Linked DNA regions of Gossypium arboreum: region 2 is linked to region 1. A link is a contact called in public Hi-C data. All regions are on one chromosome and are shown on one strand. The core of a region is the stretch at or near the end of the contact, and the rest is flanking DNA. Distances in the headings are between cores, read along the strand shown.

The links. A called contact is a pair of places that touch in the nucleus more often than the background predicts.
Region 2: a Hi-C map of leaf shows a contact between it and region 1, with 2.3 times the contacts expected there. The contact joins the promoter of LOC108457177 here to the promoter of LOC108452673 in region 1. A contact is called at or near these places in 2 of 5 Hi-C or Micro-C datasets (both in leaf).

What each region holds. Positions count from the first base shown.
Region 1 is chr9:57,431,404-57,438,346 of ASM2569848v2, reverse strand. It overlaps LOC108452673, which reads left to right and starts at 3,234. Exons shown (of 2, transcript XM_017750473.2): 1 at 3,234-3,360; 2 at 3,495-3,908. The coding sequence starts at 3,297. The coding sequence ends at 3,757.
Region 2 is chr9:57,821,657-57,828,599 of ASM2569848v2, reverse strand. LOC108457177 (putative ion channel POLLUX-like 2) reads right to left here and starts at 3,652. Exons shown (of 24, transcript XM_017756079.2): 1 at 3,312-3,652; 2 at 2,228-2,343; 3 at 1,742-1,845; 4 at 214-503. The coding sequence starts at 3,400. All of the region lies in intron 2 of LOC128280753 (a long non-coding RNA gene), which reads right to left.

The DNA of each region.
Region 1 (6,943 bases), core at 1,985-4,484:
ACCAATGTGTCACATGGATAGTCGGCCAGCCAATAAACAGACTCCACTTAGCCTTTCCAATAGCCCAAAAGCCAAGTATAAATACCTAAGTTTAACATCATTCTCTATTTTTATGCGCCTAAGCATTTTTTATAAGAAAATAGATCAGTTTAATATTACCGATACACATATTAAAAAATATAAAAAATAGTACACTCTAACTAAATGCAATAGTTCATTCACATTGATTTATTACAACCTAGATTCTCCAAACTACCTCACCTTTTTCCAACAATTACCAACAAAGATAAGTAATAATATTACTATTAATAGTAAAACAAGCTCCGATAAAAAATGGAATGGGAGGAGGAGAGGACAGGAGGAAGACAGAAAACTAACAATAAACATAAAATGGCGACATATTAAGATTTGCCTTGGATTAGAATTTTAGGATTAAAGAGAGAGAGGTGATCTCTCTTAAATTGTTTTACTTTTTTTAGGTTAAACTCTGTGATTAATTTCTCTACTTTTCAGATTTGATCTTTTTATTTTTATTTGATTATTTTTCATCTCTATACTTATTAAATTTTAAAATTTCAGTCCTCATTTAATAGTATCGCTTAAATTCACTAAGTAAAGTTCATTGTTTCTAAAATCTGATGCATTAAACATATTATTTGTGTAATGTTATCTCTAAAAATTCAATTAATGGATTAACAATTGTCATCTGCACCAAGATTGAAATTTCAAAATTCGAAAAGTATAGAGATTTAGAATGATCTAATGGGAGAATATGGACTATATCTATAATTGTACGCATAGTATGTGACTAGTTATTGAATTTAACCAAACTACTGTTTGAGTCAAGCCAAAAATTTTAAAATTTGAAAAGTATATAGACTAAAGTGACCAATTTGAAAAGTAAAAATATTAATCAATAACTTTTGCAAAGTGTAGGGACTGACAACAAAATTTAACTTTTTTTTTAAATATTTCAAAATTGTAAATATCCAAGTTTTTTTTTTCTTTTTTGAACCAAGATATCCATTTTTAATGTCAGTTTGGATGGGCGGCGGAGTACAGTGTGTTTAGTTTACTTTTTGTCTTATACTATAATATCTCTATAGTATTTAATTCCACCATCACAATTATTTTTATACTAACCGTAAGTAAGTACACTGCCCATCCAAACTCACCGTTAATTTTATGCTGAAGTTACAGTGCATTCAAATAGTGAGACAAAGCCAAAGAATATTTTTGGGTAATACTATTATTTAATAGTATTTTTTAAATTGGATTATAAATATAAAAATATTAATGTAAAACATTTTAATATATATTTTAAAATATTATTTGATTTATTCAACCAATCCAACTCAAACTTAAAAATTCGACTCTATTAGTAAATTAGCCTTAAACAATATTTATTTTATATTACTAACTACTTTTTATTATTATTATCAAAAGTGGAATTTAAATTATTAATTTTATCTTATTTTATCTTAAAAATAATAAAACAAATAAAAACATAAACACATTAAACATATTTATTACAACACCATCTACTTTTAAAGTAAAATGAAATACAAAAAAATTGTTTAGATAGGAAAAGAAAACACAATATATAGGTGCTTAGTAAAAAATTTAACATCATGATTTGGTCTTCTTTCATTAATAGATGTTTTTGCTAGCTTTTTAATAGTGTTAAAATGTAATGATTTGACAGTTTGATATTGTGTCATGTTATTGCTTAAAATCAAAAAATTTATTTTTAAAATATATATTAAAAATTAAAAGTTTTAAAAATAAAATAAAATTTTAAAAATAGATTTGAAATTTCTTTCCTTGGCATTCTTTTGTTTTTCCGATTTAGTTGATCACATTGGGCTGACCAATAAGTTATGCAAAAACCCTCTTCATTCTTGGCCAGCTACTTGCATTGTATTAAAAAAAAAAAAACTTGGAAAACAAACAAAAAAAGGTATGAATTGATGCATGGTGCAGGATTTAGGTCATTAATGCTAAAGACATTTCTACTTTAATAAGGAAGGACCATTTCAGAATATTGTTGCATTAATAGCGTTCCAAACGTTCATAAAGTTCTTCAACCTTTTGGGTTCCACCTAATAATATATATATATATTAATTTGATGTGATTCAATTCGATGTAACTAAAATTTTAACAATAAAACCAATACTTTTTATTTAAATTTTAGGGTAAAGTATATTAATACTATAAAAATTAAAAATGATCATTTAATTATTAGTAATTATTTTTAGCCATTTAATTATAAAAATTAGAAAATAGTTATTCTAACTATTTAATTTTATTTTTTTTGTCACAAATTGGCTAACAATGGCAGCTTTTAAAATTGTTATAATAGTAGTTTTAACTCTTAATATTTATCCATTGTGTCAATTTAGCCTTGATTCTAAAAACTTTAACCCTCAACATTTACACATTATGTAATTTGGTTTTTTTGCCATTTTGTTTTTTTATTTTGTAACCCTTTCACCTAAAAAGCTAAAAAAAAAATTTTATTAGCTAATTTGATTGAAAATATACAAAAAAATTTAAGATAATAAATTTAATATTTTCTCATTCTTTTAAAATTAACCCTTAATGTCACCCAAAAAAAAAAAGAAGAAGAAGCAAAATTGCATAAAAATTGAGAGACCAAATTACACAATGTGTAAATAATGAGGGTTAAATTTTTTTTAGAATCAAGACTAAATTTACATGATTTATAAACGTTGAGGGTTAAAGTTACTGTTATGCCAATTTTAAAAGTCCACTGTTAGCTAGCTAGTGACAAAAAAAGTCAAATTGGATAGTTGGGTGACCATTTTGTAACTTTTTATAATTAAATAATTAAAAAAAAATTTACTAATAGTTAGATGACTACTAGTTAAAATTGGGTTAATGTTCTATTTGGGACCTAAATTTAGCAATTGGTCCAATATTTGAGCTTGATTTTTTTTGGGTTCTTGTTAATTCTTGAATTAGTTCATGATATCGAGGAATAAATTTTTTTTGGCCCAAATTAATTCATGATATTTCCTAAAAAAAATTTAAATCCGAACATGAGAATAATTGCAAAAAAAAAAGCACAATATGAGAATAATTGTCAATTTCATAGATTGATTTAGGCAAAAAAATTCAAAACCCAATAATAAATAATTGTCAAATTCAGAACCTATCTTAACTTAATATAAAAATAATTGTGAAATTCAGGTGAAAAATAATACGCTCACCAAACCCCATATTATATTAACTTCTTCTCCTCTGAACAAAATTGTTGCCAAAAAAAAAAGAAATGAAGATTTTCAAGCCCTCTCCTTCCTTTAACTTCCTTCTGGTTCTCGTCATATTCACTTCGGGTTTGTATAATAAATGTTATTCCTCTTCACGAAATCATAAACTAACCATCATAATATCGACTGCTGCTAACTAAGTAATATTGAAGTTTTAGGTTTTATTGTATTGTTGATTTCTATTGTGGGTGTTGTTGCAGTGAAAAATATGGTTTCAAAAGTGGAAGCAGGCTGTGAACTAGCTGTAAAAGGTGGCGGTTGTCCTGAGGTGAAACAGTGCGCTGAAACATGCCGCCCTTGTTATCGAGGGATAGGGCAGATCACAGCCTTCTGCCGCTCAGCTGGCGGCGGGATTCCGTTCGATGAATGCATGTGTTACTTCTCCCATGGTGCACCTTGTAAACTACCGGCTCCACCACAGTGTCCGGGTCATCCTGTTGTTAATAATACCACTCTTGACTAAATTTGCATGAAAATCAATATTAATCAACTTTTTTCTTCTTTAATAATTGCTTCATTTTAGCCATCTTTTGATTGAGTTGGAGAGATGTTGAGGCTAGTGATATCAATCAAATTAATGCTATTAAATGAGTATTCAGTTTGTTTGGTAGAAATGGTTTGATGAGCAGTGATTAGTATGGTATGATTTCTTTTATGTTATTTATAATTTTTCAAGCACTTTAAATAGTAGGAAAGAAATATGTTTCACTCGTTTTTTTCTCTCATTATATCTGCTTTTCTGTAACACAATATCTAAAATTATTTATAGTCTCTCCCCAACCCATAAATAGGAGAATAATGCATTTTAGCGCACCCGAATCCACAACCTCTTGCATTGATAACAATGTCAATCGAATTAAAACTCAATTGACACCTCTCGTTTTTTTAAATATTAATAGTTTTCAATATCATATGTGTTGTATGTGAAATTTACACATTTAATTTTTATTAATTTTAAAATATTATAATTAGTGTAGAGTAATATTCCTTAATCAAAATTTTAATATATTAACTTATTAACCATTAAAATATTATAATAAAAATTCAAATAATAATTCAAACATTTTTAACATATTTAATATATAATAGAATTTTATTTCATGTAATTAAGAAAAGCAATATTTTGAAAATAATAATTAATTTAGATTGTAATTGTAACACCCCTAACCCGTATCTGTCGTCGAACTAGGGTTAAAGACAAATCGGAATATTTTATGAACAATTCATATACATCATTATCAATCATAGTCACACATTACCATAGAGTCCTTTATTTAGGTTATCGAGACCTTAAGCATGCATTAGAAAGGGGTTGGGACTAAACCGAGCTCATACAAAAATTTTCAAAACTTAAACATTTTTCAAAGTTGTACAGGTCACACACCCGTGTGAACAGGCCGTGTGAAAATTAGGGAGGCTACTGACTTGGCCACATGATCTAGCACACGCCCGTGTGTGCGACCGTGCGGTCTGCCCTGGCTCATTTCAAAATGGCCCTCGAGCAATACGGTTGGGACACACACCCGTGTCTCTGCCCATGTGGGCAAAAATAGGCTATTTGAAAAGCCAATTTGCCACCCATTTTGGGTCATCCCTACAAGCATAAAACTAGGCACATTTCATATCAATTTCCAGCTAATTCATACACCAAACATACACCATTCATGCCATATCATAAACAACCAAATTCACGCTTATAACTATATCAAAATCATGCCAAATCATAATTCAAAGTCATACCAAAACTTAAGTTTCATAACCTCAATTTACTTCATTTAATCTTATGCCATAAACTTCAAATTCTCAAATAAGCACATACCAAAACTTACCAAAATTGACCATTTCATTTGGTCATTCAAGAGTGTATAAAAAAATACCATTTTTGAACACAAAGTATATACCAAAATTCATTCATAATCACATCCATAACCAAGCTATATCACATGGCTAGATAATGCATATTATAAATCATATTCACATACTTCTAGCCTATACATGCCGTACTTCAATATATACATTTTCAAAAGGTACCAAAATAGAGTTCGGTAGTAGTGATGATCCTTGATGATCCCCGAGCTCCTGATAGCTACGATATCTATAAAACAGTTGAAAACACACACAAAGTAAGCTTTCAAAAGCTTAGTAAGCCATATACAAATAAACTTATCACATTCATAATTTAAATTCAATTCAATCATATAGATCATGGCAAAGCATATCCATATATCTATAAGTCTCATATAACTCATACATATTTCATATGTCCACATAGGTTCAAATACTTACCTTTTATTCTTAATCATAATATACAATTCAAGCGTACCTGAATCAATACTCAACCACATAATTACTCGTTTCTTGGAATGCCTGTTAAACCGTTTGGAATCAATAAGGATACTCGAATAATTCAAAAAACTCATAAAATGCCAACGTCTCAGACGTGGTCTTACATGTAATCAAATATCGATGCCACTGTTCCAGATAGGGTCTTACACGAAATCAAATACGATGCTGATGTCCCAACCATGGTCTTATATGTAAATCATAAGTCGATGCCAACGTCTCAGACGTGGTATTACACGAGAACACATATCGGATCCTATGTCATGACATATGTATCCTAACTATTCCTATGGTTCATACAAGACTTCTCAGACGTCGAAACTTTGTCGATACTTTCTCGGATATCTCATACTCAACTCATATATCATTCATCATTGTTCAAGAGCATAAAAACAATAATAATTCAATTCAAAACACATTTATTTGTATATCGACTTACCTCGTACGAAAATGAACGAAAACGAGCGACTATTCAACGACTTTTGTTTTTCCCCAATCTAATTTCGTTTTCTTTGGTTCTGGATCTATATAAATTCAAATTTAACTCTTTTATTTAAAAAATCATTCAATTTAATCTAAAAACACATATTTTGGGAATTTTACAAATTAGCCCTCACATTTTCACATTTTGACACTTTAGTCCCTAATTCACAAAATCACAAAATACACAAAATTTCCTTACACATATGCTTAGCCGAATTTTCATAGTATTCATATAAGCCCATATATTTCATTTATTGCACATTTTAGTCCCTCAATTTACAAATTTCACAATTTAGCCCATTTTACTCAAATTCATCAAAAATCCAAAGGTAAAATATATTAACCCAACATCAAGCTTTCATAAACTATCATCAAACTTCATAAAACTCATAATTTCATCAATGGTTCAACTCAAAATCACCAAAAATTCCAAAAATTGAAACATGGGCTTGATAGATTACTAAGCAACAATCACAAAAACGTAGAAATTATTAAAAACTGAACAAAACTCATACCTTAACCAAAGAAATCAATGGCTGAACCCTAAAAGCTTTTATTCTTTTATTTTTCTTTGATATTTTGGCAATGGTGATGAATATAACACCAAATTTATGTTTTTGTTTTATTAATTTAACATTTATATTCATTTTACCATTTTAGCCTTGTTATTTTCATTAGAATTCCACTATCTAATGTCAAACTATGTCCATGCATTAATTCAATGGTTTAATAATAACATAAGGACCTCTTAATTATAAAGACATAGCAAATAGACACTTTAGCAAAAGAACACATCTTTTACATTTTCAGCGATTAGGTCCTT
Region 2 (6,943 bases), core at 2,403-4,902, 390 kb before region 1:
ATGACCAATGTCCAAGTAATGTTGCATAAACTGATCATTCTTAACTGTAGAATAGGCAGTTTTGCACCGATCACCATCAGACTTTTGGTCAATAATAGTGCCTTATTACTAAGTCTGGCCACTGGCCATAGAAATTGATCATTGGAAACAACAAAAAGCACCATGAATGCAAATGAAACCCAAAAAATATCTAGGATGATAAATTTTACTTACGTAGAAATATTTTTGTCCAGTTGAATGTTGAATAAATACAGTATCCGAGAAAAATTCCACCTAATATCTTGAACCGAAGGTAAGGACATGTTCAAGTTAAGAGGCGTCGGCTTATTCAAGGAATTAGATATGCATGCAAGAGGTAAGCTTCTAACAGCCAAATTCCGAAATAGATGTGGAAATAAGTCTTGGACCATCTTTATTAATGTGCTGGCAAAATCTATTTGGATTAATCTCAGTAAGAAAAATGCCGACAAAGTCCTGATCGGTTTAGCTTGATGACCCTGCAGCTGCAGTGATGACAATCAAGAAAATTTGGCCATTAAAAGTTGTAAAGTCATCGCTATACCATCCAAGAATCGAAAACGAATGAGAAAGCAGCAAGTTCTATGAGTCAAATAATGGTAATGTAGAAATATTTCTGTAAATGAACAGTTACTAGTGCAAGCTTCCACTCAATGACAGCAGCCAAATGCACAAGGTAATTTTGAACATTACCAAATAATTCAGTAAATAGCAAAATTGCATTATTGTAAGATGTACGGAATATTGTAATAAATAATGTCAACAGAGACTTCAATATTCATTTTCTGTAAATAATTCCATAAATGAATGTTTACTAGTGCAAGCTTCCACTACAATGACAGCAGCCAAATGAACAAGGTAATTTCGAGCATCACCACATGATTCCGTAAATAGCAAGATTGCATTATAATAAGAAGTCCAATAGCAATAAATGTTGGAAGACTTCTTTAGTCGTTTTCTTGGGAAGAAAGATCTTATGTGGCAAGAACGATCTCCTTGCTTTTGGTTTTCTCTGATTTACATCCATAATCCATAGTTGAACAAGTTACCCTGATTTGTTTTTTTCCTTCCAAGTATGTTGCTCTAACTCTTCATTTTGCTTGAAGGACTTTTGTTCAACATCCATGTCGAACACATATTTGAAAATAGGTATGGAAATATGACCTTCCAAGACATGCTCATGTTGCATGATTCCATCAGTTTCACATGTAGGGTGGCTAGTCCGTCACTAGTTTATTGAACAACAGGGGTCATTGTGCATGGTTAAGCTCATATCTGATCAAGTCCAGAACAAGTTGCCTTAAACCAAACTACCTTCCTTGATTGGGTTTTTCCTCTTTTGTTTCACCTTTATTTACTTAAGAGGATTATCATTATGGATGGATAGAGGAAGACACTTTCGAAACCAAACCAGAGTCATGTTATGGTAGCATGTACCAGAAATTGCTCCACTTGGCTCCACTCCGGAAAATAAAGAAAGACAGAAAACAAACAATCAACTGGTAGATGCATGCAACGTTCAGAAAACAAACAATCCACTGGTAGATGCATGCAACGTTCATAATGAAAACTATCTATTAATACAGAAGATATTCAAAGAATGGAAAAGAAAAATATATAATAACTCTAAGTCATTGCAACAAATTGATAGAACACATCTATTTACAACATCAAGAAAGCATATTCATATTAACACTTTTAGAATCCGAGATTTAATCCTTACTTGAGAACCATCCAGTAAGTCCATCCTAAAGAGTTTGACATTCGAGTTATTTGAACTGCACTCTGAATTATATGTTTCTTTTCTACAAGTAACTTCCCATTTTCCTGTAAGAGAAAAGCTATCATGATTCTTACGGAAAGCGAAAAATGATCTTTTAACTTTCCGAAGGAACAAAACGTGAGGCAAATAGGCATAAATGTAAACTAGAAAACACAACTAGAAGTGTAATTATGAGCCTGTAAAACATAAGCTTATCGAACACTAACAAGCTAGGATTAGCTTGCACAATTACCAACCGACCACAAATGTTATGCATACTCCTTTGACATAAAAATCCGAAATTCCAAATTTAATGATTCACCTATGTGATAGATCTTCAACAAAGGGTGATTAGAACAATAAAAGTTCCACAGTTAACATCAAAAGATAAAGACCAAGCACAACCATCAGTTTGACAAACTCTTGATGCAGATGGCTTGGACTCACCTCTACCGTTTACAAATTTATGCACATTGTTAGATGAAGAATTGTTCAACCAAAAACTGCATAGTACTGATTTCCGGAAAAATATCATATTCTTCGAGCCTCTAATCCCGTGTGTTCTACAAAAGAAAAAAGAAAAGGCAACTACATAAACTGAAAAAGAAAGAGCAAAACTTCAGACCACATGCTATGTTGGATAAGCTAAATAATTATCCAATTGATCAGGCAAAAAGACAAGGGAAGAAAAACCAATTTTGTCTATGATGGAACGGTTTTAACCTCGAATCCACTACTTGCAGAACCAGCACAGCCATGCTACAAGAACTGGTCAACCATTTTGTAGCTTTTAGAAAGTGCAACAGTAAAAAAACTTGCTATGTTACTTGGGTTGGTGTGTAGTCCCGAGTATGGATGTGTCCAACAAAAGTATATTTAATTTTCTAAGTTTTCCATGTATTTGAAGAGTCCTTTGAGAGTCATATCCATATTTGTGTCTGGCCATGTGGAGGACATGAGTACTTCGGTTTAACTATAATGCATGCTACTGTGATATACGTTTAGAAAACTGTAATGTTATTATTCGGGTTTCGATAATGAGTGCCCTTAGAGCAGTCTTTAAGGTGTAAAAGCGTACAACAGTCAAATATATTCATAAAATTGAAGAGTTTGAGCATCATAGAACATGTTATATAATGTCAATGTTTCGGAGAGTTAGCAAACTTGGCAGACCAAAAACTCATAAAGGCACACCACCACCACCCCCAACAAAAACCAAACCTATAACAGCATACATAATTATATAGAGAATTAGTCCATTAACATTGAAGAATTAAAGAAAAAAATAGGGTTTGTCTGAATCATTTAAACTAAGTTTGGGGAGGATAACTGGATACAAACCAATTGAACTAAAATTCAGCCCACTTCCTACTTAAGGACAACTGAATGAACTAATTGAAGTAAGTTTAGGGTTTAAAAAATGGAGTGTTTTAAGTTCATAAGACGAGCAGTAATGCATTATTACCAGAAATTCAATGAAACCCAACTTCAATAACTCATGTTCAGAGCAAAGAAAAAGATACAAAAGTACCTAGTAGAAGAGGATGTTTGAGTGAACTTGGAAATTGTTGGAGACAACAACCATGGCTGAGGGCTTTGAAACTGACAAAGATGGATCATCTTTGCTTCACTTTTTTCTTGGTGAGAGGGCCGAAAAGAGAAACAAAATAAAATTTATTAGAAAAAAGAAAACTTGAAAAGTAGATAAACTTTTTGTTATAAGAAAAATATGGACAGAAAGTGGAGTTAGAAATACGAAATATGAAGTTTTAAGACAAAAATGAGAGCCAAAAAAATTTTGGATGGAAGTGAAAGTGGACCACTACTTAGAGGCAATAAGCATGTGCTCATTACTTATTAATTAGCCACGTTGTAGAATTTGAGATAAGATACACTATAATTGTATCTAAATACCCAGTGAGATTCATATTCTTCACAAAAGGTTGGGCCCGGGTTAGATTCGAGTCCGTAATTGTTCACAAAAGGTTGGGCCCAGATTAGATTTGAGTCCCTAATTGTAATGATTAGGTTTGTTTTTCATTTTAAGTCAATGTTTTGTGTGAGTTTTTGTTCAATTTTTCAGTTTTTCATCCGTTGTTCATTGTATTAAATGGACTCTACTTTATAGTTGGTAGGATTATATTTGTATTTATAATTATATTTTGGGCTAAATTGTATAATAAAAATTTTATATTTTCATATATTTTAATTAATTTTCATCTTTTATTTTTAAGAATTTAGTTTAATTTAAAAATTCAGGTCTAATTGTTGACATTTTAAAATTTCTTCACTTAAATATGTTGGTCTGGCATTTTAAAATAAAAAAAATCAACTAGTAATCATGTAAAGAAAAATGACTTTATAATCTATTTGAATTTAACAAAGAATTTTAATATGGTTAATAATTTTAAAATTAATATTAATATTTTAATCAAAATAAAGTATTAGACAAACTAATGACATTATAAAATTGAAGTATCAAATTATGTAAAAAATTAAAGCATCAAGGTTAAATCTCAAACTTGAGAATAATAAAAAATCAAAAGCTGAAATTTAACTATTATTACATAATATTAAAAAAAACAAAAGTTTTAATTAACAATGAGGCCTTGTCGTAGTTGGCGAAAGTAGAGACTCTTAGTCTTAAGTGCCTTGGTTCGATAACTACCATTTGTAGTTAAATGTTTAGAATTTCAAATCCCACCATAAGTTGTTGTCATATATAAGTTTTAGTTCGCTTAATCGGTTCATAGAATGCTTATGCAAGAACATTTTGATTATTGTCCTAGTTTTAGTTCATTTGTGCTTTAATAATTTGATTCCACATTTAATAGTTTAAAATTATATAAAAATATAAAAATAAAAATATTTTATAATATTAATTATCTTTAAAATAAAGATATTTTAATAATTTTACAATTAAATTAGTGTCAAATTAACTTATGATGAATTAGAAGTTACACTTGCACTACTCTACTTTAATATTATGTATTATATAAATTAATATAAATTAGGATAAATCAATTATTATGTTACTATGCAATATGGTGCATGAAATTTAAGATAGTGTTTTAATTGAATTCATTACAAACATATAAAAATATATTATCGAGAAATGCGTAGTTTTTAATTATCATTCGACATCGGGCATTGTGACTACGTAAGTAGCAACACTAATTTTTTGATCGTTGTATAGCATATATTGTATTTGTTTTTCTGAATACTTAATAGTTAAAAGATAATTTAAATGGAATGGAACAATAAGTTTAGAAATTATAAAAAATGGTAAATAGGAAACAATTGTAGTTGTTTAGAGTTTACCTTGTATTTCAGATAAAATATGGTTGATGTCGGAACGAGAAAGAGTCGATGTTCTGACGACATGACATAGACATGACAATGAGAAGATTCACCACGCTCGACGACATGATGAAAGGCGTCCTGAAGAGACAGAATACCATGTCATGACATGATCCTCACTTAATTGGGTTTTTTTCTCCTAGTTAAACTTTGTTATATTTTTCCAGTCTAACTCTAATTATTTTAGAGATATTTTAGTCATATTTGTACATGAATTTCAGCCTATAAATAGGCTTCTTAGCAACCCTAGATAGTTTAGAATAACAATAACAAAATTAAGCGAGAGTTTGTGAGAATTTCGAGAAATCTTAATATTTCGGGTTCATGGTTTATTTGTTTCTCCATTTTGAACTCCCATTTTTCAATTTTTTCTGTTTTAGTGATGTTTTCTTTGCCCATGGTTTTTTATCCTCTTCGGAGGGGTTTTTCCACATAAATATTTTTGTCTAATTTTCTTGGTTTTTGTTTGTATTTGCTACATAATTTGGGTTCGTCCCAACAAATTAGTATCAGAGCTCGATTCGATTTTCGTATTCAACCTGTTCAGAGATGGAAATGAGGTACGATATCAAGAAGTTTGATGGGACTACAAATTTCAGCTTGTAGCAAGTTCGGATGACAACAATTCTGGTTCAGAATGGTCTAAAAAAGGTCGTTGTAAGGCAAAATGCCATAGATGCGAATCAAACAGAGTGGGAGGAACTTGATAAGAAGACACTGTCAACAATTCAGTTGTGCCTCACTAACAATGTATTGCAAGATGTACTTACGGAGAAGACAATAGCAGCCTTATGGAGGAAATTTGAAGCCCTTTATATGAAAAAGTCCTGCGCAAATCGCTTGGTATTGAAACAACGATTATATACATTCTGTATGGTAGAAGGTGAGTCTGTTAGGGCTTACATCAATAATTTGTCACTCTCCTTAATGACCTAAAAAATGTCAAGGCTAACATAGATGATGAAGATCAAATTATGTTAATTGCATTGTTCTTTGCCCCCTTCATACAAAACTTTCAGGGAAACCCTGATTTACGGTAAAGAGAGACTCTTATTTGAGGACGTGAAAGGAAATCTTTTAAGTAGGATAAACTCAAAAATGAGTTAGGCATGAAGAACAAGTTAGATGAGCAAGTCTTGGTTTGGTTGCTAGAGGAACGCAACAATTTAAAGATTTAGGTCAGAGAAAATCAAGGGTGATATCTAAGTTAAGAAACTGTGACAAGGAATGTGGTTACTGTAAAAAGAAGGGTCACATCAAAGTTGAATGTTATAAACTTCAAAATAAAATTAAGAGGGTCATTGAAATCAACGAGAAAGAGAAGCAGAAAACCAATGTAGCCGATGCTACTCCTCCGAAATACACAAGCATATAATCCCTCGTTCTCCGTAAATATTTGAGTATATGCTTAACTTCTTACCAGTGCCTGGATTCGCTTGATATCAACTCACCAACCCCACTACAAAATAGTTATTTGGACGTGTGCATAGCATAGCATACAAGAGACTTCCTACTATCGAAGCGTAAGGAACCTTTCCTATGTTCTCTCTTTCTTCTGCTATTTTAGGACAATCATCTAAAGAGAGATAGAATCTCGATATGAAGGGTTGATTTTCCTTCTCTGAATCAATCATTGCATAATGCTCCAATATATTGTCTATGTATGAAGCCTGAGACAGTGTTATCACTTTGTTTATTCAATCCTTTAGGATTCGAATTCCTAGAACAAAATTAGCTTCTCCCAAGTCCATGCTAAACTGTTGGGTTAACTATAGTTTAACCGATGACAATGTCCCTACATCA